Linked DNA regions of Mus musculus: region 2 is linked to region 1. The links are chromatin contacts, called in public promoter capture Hi-C maps. All regions are on one chromosome and are shown on one strand. The core of a region is the stretch at or near the end of the contact, and the rest is flanking DNA. Distances in the headings are between cores, read along the strand shown.

What was found. Promoter capture Hi-C pulls out the DNA fragments that hold promoters and counts their contacts.
Region 2: a contact with region 1 is called in a promoter capture Hi-C map of liver, with 2.0 times the contacts expected there. The contact joins the promoter of Tmem150a here to the promoter of Fabp1 in region 1. A contact is called at or near these places in 3 of 39 promoter capture datasets (cranial neural crest and liver).

The regions. Positions count from the first base shown.
Region 1 is chr6:71,198,102-71,201,669 of GRCm38.p6, forward strand. It overlaps Fabp1 (fatty acid binding protein 1, liver), which reads left to right and starts at 1,778. Exons shown (of 4, transcript NM_017399.5): 1 at 1,778-1,892; 2 at 3,507-3,568. The coding sequence starts at 1,826.
Region 2 is chr6:72,353,154-72,356,865 of GRCm38.p6, forward strand. It overlaps Tmem150a (transmembrane protein 150A), which reads left to right and starts at 2,330. Exons shown (of 8, transcript NM_144916.3): 1 at 2,330-2,391; 2 at 2,978-3,159; 3 at 3,569-3,616. The coding sequence starts at 3,095. 0610030E20Rik (RIKEN cDNA 0610030E20 gene) reads left to right here. Exons shown (of 4, transcript NM_026696.1): 4 at 1-9.

The DNA of each region.
Region 1 (3,568 bases), core at 528-3,027:
CAGAGCTCATGTGATTCACTGATTACAGGACCAGCTTGCTGATCTCACTACTCTGTATCTCCTACTACTTCTGCACCACAAGAGCCGTGGCCGCGTTATCTTTTGGAGGTTTCTCTTTGCTGAACCATCACTGATTGAGCTCATTTCATGTGCTCTCCATCAAGACTCCCAAGGAAGGAGCACAATGAGGAAGAATGCAGAGAAGCCAGCCCAGCTGAATGGAGGAGACAGAATGGGGGTAGGCCCACTAGCTGGGAGGAGTTACAGGGAGGCAGACAGCTGGAGGACAGGAAAAGTGTAGAAGAGACACAAATTCAAACATAGAGGAAGAAATACCCCGACACCTTCAGCTGGCCTATGCCTGTGACCTCTAGGGAAAGGTGGGTGATGAGGCTGGGTTTGGCAAGCCTAACAGCCTCACTAGAAGCTTAGACAATGGCAGTCATTTTGCAAGACAAAAATGAAAGCAAAGTGCAAGCTCTATTTTGAGCAGTCATCACAGTCAGGACAGTAGACACAGACCTTCCACGCTATCCGGGGCCTGTCACTGCTAGAGCAATAGGGACCATGGGTTCAAAACTGAGGCATGGCATACCCCAGCCTCAGATTTATAAGTCTATGTAGCCTCGGGGCAGAAAAGACTAGAGGATGGAGGGCCGATGGCTGTGAGTAATGAGGCTGATGCTAAAGTCTAAACAGAAGAGAAATAGGCTGTGAAGTGGCACTTGCTGAGAACTGCCTAGGATGCTGGAATGGGGAGATGAAGATGCTCTGGGTGACAATTCCCCCATGACAAACAAGAACATCAGAGATCTTTGGAAGCATCCTTAGGCCTCTTCCCCAAGGCCACTTCTAGTCAGGCTGAATGCCCGTGTACCATCTTAGTGCCCTGTTCTTAGTTGTGAGGCAGGGATGGGACAAAGTCAGCAGGTAATGCCATCTTTCTTGGCTGGACTTGTCTCTAGCAGATAAAATAATCTAAGTTTTCAGACTGCTGCTTTAGTTAAAGAGCTTACACCTGCTGACAGTAGATGCCTTCAAAGGGGAGGCTTGTCTGGACTAAGGCTTGCCTGGACTGAGACTTGCCTGGATTGAGGCTTGCTTGGAATCATTGAAGAAGAATTCTCAAAATACAAAACAGCTTTAAGGACTGATAAAATGTATGTAAAATTATGTTTGTATAATAATAAAAAATGAGAAATAAACATAAGGTTATATGAAAAAGGTTTTGAGTTCAAAGGTATTTCTCCCCATGTAATGCGCGCGCACACACACACACACACACACACACACACACACACACGTATGTGTGTTTATGTATGTACATATGGATATGTAGTGACATGTATATAAATATATGCATACATACAAGTGTACACATGTACAAACACATACATATGTGCACTTAGGTATATATGCATATGTGCATTGCTGGAGATGTGATTCACATGTTTCTAAATTATTTCTAAATGTATGTATGTTGCACATACATACATTTGTCAACATACATTTCAACCATGCACACTTATTTCATGAGTAGGGTTAAGTCACCATAAAGGCAACATTTACAGAGAGCTTTGCCCTTGGTTGGACTCACTAATGTTTGCTGAATTAGAACAAACCTCTGCCTTGCCCACTCTGATTTTTATCGTTGACCATTGCTCTCAGGAGTTAATGTTTGAGCCTGGCCATAAATAAATCGACAATCACTGACCTATGGCCTATATCTGAGGAGGAAGAATCCCCTTATAAAATAGGCAACAGTGGGTGACCTGGCAGGCAGAGCTGTTGTGGTCAGCTGTGGAAAGGAAGCCTCGTTGCCACCATGAACTTCTCCGGCAAGTACCAATTGCAGAGCCAGGAGAACTTTGAGCCATTCATGAAGGCAATAGGTGAGTGGTGATTATGACAGCAACGAGGGGCTAGCCCTACTATCAACAGATAGTCCAGGTCTGGTGTTGAGGTGGAAGGAGGGGTCCAGGCTATACCGAATTGAGGAGTTCTCCAGTGACTCTCCTGCTCTCTTGTTACTTTTACTGCTCCCCACTGGACAAAGCTACTCCAGGGAAGTGGAAACAACCCTACATTGGAAGATGAACTGGTTCGAAGTGTGTGTCTCATGGCACTTTATTCTAAGACCTTGTTCCTTCACTCACTTTCTAGCAAACATTGATTCAAGGCCAACCATACGCCAACCCCATGCTTGTACATATACCAGAGAGACAGAGTGTGATAGGCTACAATCCTGACCAATGTTCAGAGACAAAGCTACAATCTTGACCAGTTATTTGGAGATAAATGGAATGAAGTGTCTCCTAATATGTATGACTCTATACCAGGCATTGCCATGCAATGCCCACAGTAAATACTCACCATAAAACTGAGCTGTTTTCCCATTTTACAGTTGAGGCGACTGGGGTAGGTGAGGTAGCTGTGATGAGGCTCACAGTTTAGAGAGTGTTTGTGTTGGAGTTAGAAGCAGGTGCTGGGTCCCAGAGACCCTATTTAAACACCCTATGTCTCCCAGGGTACTCAGGTACGGGGGAGACTGTGATGATGAAAGCTGAGCCTGGAACCAGGGAGAGAAGAGTATATAACAGGAAGAAAGAGGCCTGTGGGCAGAGGGGGAAGTGGAACAAAGGGGGTTACCAACATGGAAAAGATGAGGAACAGCAAGAGTGGGGAAAGGACTCTCGGGTCATCCTAGGACTCAGAGCTTCTTTTGCAGACAAGTCAAAGATCATGAATGTGAGGATCCCTTAGTTTTGCAAGGGACCCTCCACTGTCACTGTGAACTCCCCGGTTCTTGTGAACTCCTGTTCATGTAAAAGCACAGATTTGTTCTGAAATCTGAAAAGCCCTATTCTAGGGTAAAGGATTTTTGTACATTACCCCCAAGAGCCTTGACTCCAGAGGCCACAGCAAGTTTGCCAGGCATGGTCCTACTTTGTGCATGGCCTAATTATCTGTAGCTCCCATATCACTTCAAAGGTAATTGGATTTGGAAGCTAAACATTCTGGAGGATGAAGTGTTCCCACTCTAAGAGCCAGGCCACTAAAGAAGGAGGGATCTGTGGGGGGTGGAGGGGAGGATGAGTAAGAAGCAGGGAGCCACAGAGGGAAGGGTCTTTACAACAAATGAATCGCTGGGCTGAGAATGTGGCTCGGTTGGTAGAGTGTTTGCCTAGCATGCATGAAGCCCTGGGTTCAATCCCTTGCACCATATAAGCCAGGTACAATGGCACATGACTGCGATTTTAGCACTAAGGATGTGGAAGCAGGAGGATCAGACACTCAAGGTCATCCTCCACCATAGAGTGAGTTAAGGCTAACCTAGGCTGCAAGAGACCCTGTCTCAAAAAATAATAGTACTAACTGGCAAAGTACTAGCAGACTACCGACTTTCCGCATCAGAAGGCAAAGACCTAACTGCTCACAGGACTACTGTATGGAAATGTGTGGGGTCTCTGTTCTCCCAGTTTTTAACTTTACATGGTCTCTACCAGGTCTGCCCGAGGACCTCATCCAGAAAGGGAAGGACATCAAGGGGGTGTCAGAAATCGTGCAT
Region 2 (3,712 bases), core at 1,080-3,579, 1.2 Mb after region 1:
TTGCCAAAAGTTGTGAAATCACTTGTGTACTTGGGGGGAAGGGAGATTAAGTGCCTGCCCTAAAGTTACTCTGCTACCCAGTCAGCACTGGAAATCTCTCCTCTTGCTGTGCTGATTATTTTAAGAGCTGTTCTGGTTGGAGTGTAACGGCTAGACTCATGTAACCTAAGAGTTGAAACTTTGAAAGACATCTGGTCTCACTTTTGTCCTCTTAGGCAGCTTCCTCTTTCAGGTGTCCTTAAAGCCTGGGCTTCATTAGACCTTCATCTTAAGAGAGTTGTTTTAGGGATTATTCAGGTTGGCATATTAAACCTAAAAGTGCCTGCAACACCACCGCCCGGGAATTCTAACACCTAACAAGTCAGGAGAATCAGTAGAGCTCGTGAACAATCTTCCAAGACCTTCCCCTAAAGGTGAAACAGAGAGACAAACCCAGCTCAGTAGGATACAATCAATAAGTTAGGAACCACAAAGTGAAACGGTGTACCTATATAGGCCTATAATGGCAGTACCAAGGCAGAGGCAGGATGAGAATCAAAAGACTAAGCTGAGCTTGGTGGAGCACACTTTTAATCCCAGCACTGGGGAGCCAGGCAAATCCAGCCTGAGGTATGTAGTGAGACCTTGTCTCATTCGTGTGTGTGTGTGTGTGTGTGTGTGTGTGTGTGTGTGTGTGTGTGTGTATGTATGCTCGCGCACGTGTGTGCCTAGAGAAATGGCTCCGCTGTTAAAAAGCACTTGGTATTCTAACCGCAGGACTATATATTCCCTCTCTTGAGGGGAAGAAAACAAGCTAACCAGGCGTGTTGCCTGTAATCCTAGCACTCTGGAGGCTAAAGTCAGAAGGATCATTAGTATGAGGTTAATCTGAATTATATAATAGGACACTAATCCCCCTGCACCCCAAGATAGCTTTCAATGATGGTTCACAGCCTCACATAAAAGAGAAAAAGGTACCTGGTTAGTTGTAATGTAGTGGGACAGGAAGATGTTCTGTTACTGAGAGAGTCACCTTTGTCCCAAAGGTCAGAAGCTGGCCTGGATTTTATACCCACCTCCACCCCTGTCAATTCAGCCAGCTAGTCTTGTCCAGTGATCATTGCACAGCCATATTTCTTGGCCCTGTTTTCACTAAAGTTCTGATGGTAGGCGAGAAAAGGCCATTAGTAGTTTCTGTACCATTCCTGCCCTCCATTTGGATCCCCCAAAAGGTTTCTCCTCTTAAAGGTCCAGTTCACCACTTGTTTGGCTCTGTTTTGTTTCAGCACAGGACTTTGTGCAGCTAGCCCTGGTTTCACTAGGGGTGGCTATCTCCCACTCTTACCAGCCTGGGATCATATCCCCTTGGGATAATGATTCGCTGTCTCATGGGGGTCCCACTGCTTATAGGGAGAACCAGGAACAATTGTCCTATGTAAGCAGAAGTAGCCATGCCCTTTCCATCAAGAAAAGAATATCCAGGGAGCACACTCTTTCCATTAAGGAGAGACTAATAAATAACTTATCCCCACATAGTCCTGTTTTCTCTTCCTAGATTCCACTTGAGTCCCTCACCTTCCCTCTGCTAATGAACACCTGGCTGCTTTAATCTTTATCCGCCCTACACAGGCACCTGCATGTATTTAGAATGGATATCCTTTAGGACCCTATACCATATTTTAAGTAAGTGTTGTTGAGTCAGGAAACATCTTGGACACCGTGACTTATGGCCAGTTCTCGTGTGTCCCCAAAATAAAATCAAAGCCAGCCCTTTCCAGAGTTTGCTAAAAGGGACGGGCCGGAGGGTACAGAGTTGGGTAGCAGAACCCAGCCAGCTTTGGGTTTCCCAAGCCAAGCCTAGGCTCGGTGCTTGGCTTCTCACCCACCAGCCTCATGCCTGTTCAGACAGTGGCAGGCTTGGGGCGCCACACTGAGAGAGTTGAAGGAGCTTCCCCCAAAGTCATATAGTCCACTGAGACAGTGGAAAGCTTCTTCAAGCCACGTGCACGATGACAGCCACAGGCGACATGCACAGGCAGAGCTGCCGGGCTAGCCCGCCCGCACTCCCTCCGCAGGAATGACAACTGCCCTCTAGATCTTAAGTGTCAGAGGTGTCCGGGTCATAGCCTCGGGCGCCCAGGTCCCTTAGACTTGGGGCACCGCCCATGTTTCCCCCGTGACATTGCCGCGGGGGCTCGGGAGTTGTAGTCTCGGGCGGGGCTCTGGCACCCGGGCCCGGGCTGCGCGGACTCCACGTCCCGGCGGGCGGCGCGGCGGGCCTGGGGCCGCCAGGGGCGGGGCCGTTCGGCCCTTTAAACCTTTCAGGGCTGCTCCGAGGGCCGCAGCTGGAGACGCGGCCACGAGGGGGCCGAGCAGGGAGAGGCGGCAGCGGCGGCGGGGAGCTCCGGGGAGGTGCGTACCGGATTCCTTTTCTCCCGCGGCCTCCGAGGGATCGCCTTGGGGAGCAGGGCTCTGGAGGGAGGGGGTATTGTCGCTGGCTGCACACTCCTACCTAAATTGGGGTCCCCGTACCCACGCGAACTGGACCCGGTCAAGCTTCCCTCGAGAACCCGCCCCTTTGCCGGGGCGCGGTGGTCAGGTGGTTTGCCCGCCCGGCAACGACTCAGAGCCGCTCTCTCGGCCCGGCGCACCCTCCCAGGCTTTCCTTGGCATGATCCCCTTGATTGTCCTAGCTCCAGCCTTCACCAAGCCGACGTCCCTCAGGCCGGGGAGCGTGGCTCTCTTTCCAGATGTTACAGCCCTGCCCGAGTCTCTCAGCGCGCCCGTGGCATTTGGGTAGACCGCGGAGGCCCCAGATGGATAAGCCAGAGGGTGCCACGTTCCTGCCGGGGCTCATCCCAAAGTCTGGACAATCAAACGCCCAAGGAGAGCTCTGGATGAAGTGTTGCCCACCATCCCCATCCCCCTCCCAACCCCCCCCCCCCGCCCGCCCTGGTCAGTCACCAGACCCTGGACCTTGATCTCTCTCCCCAACCAGGCCAGGGCAGCTGATGATTGTGACCGAAATATCTCAAAGTAGCTGGGCCTGCCCCCTTTTCCCCACCTACCTGTTGTCCTTACCCCCAAACTACCACCACCCTGGCTCCACTCCCTCATGACCGCCTGGATCCTCCTTCCTGTCAGCCTGTCAGCCTTCTCCATCACCGGCATATGGACTGTGTGAGTAAGAGGGGTGTGGAGGGGGGGGTCTAATAGAAACTTGATGGCACACACACAAAGTCCCTTGTCCCGTTTGCAGGCTCCAGAATGGTACCCAGGGTCACTCTTTCTGTCTCCAAAGCTTGGCCTGATTCCTGGGCACACAGCCTCTTGGGACAAGCTGGCACCACTGCGGTCCAGCAGGACAGCTCTGACATACACTTGTAGACAGGGCAACTTCCAGAGGCTCTCTAGTGGAGGCAATTGTGCAGGGTCTGCTCCAGCATCAGTAACTACCTCCCTCTTCACCCCACCAAATAAATTCCCAGCCAGGGCATTGAGGCTGAATGAGGTCAAAAGTCAAAGAGCCAGGAGGTGGTGGTGGGGTCTGAAGAGCCATGAGGACAGGGTGACAGTTGTGCTCCCACAGGTATGCCATGGCCGTGATGAACCGCCACGTGTGCCCAGTGGAGAACTGGTATGGAGCACTCTACAGATGGCCTCACTCTAAAGCTCCCTTCATCTCTGTCCCTCCTTGAGCTCACAAGCTACACGGAGACCATAGGCTGTTCTC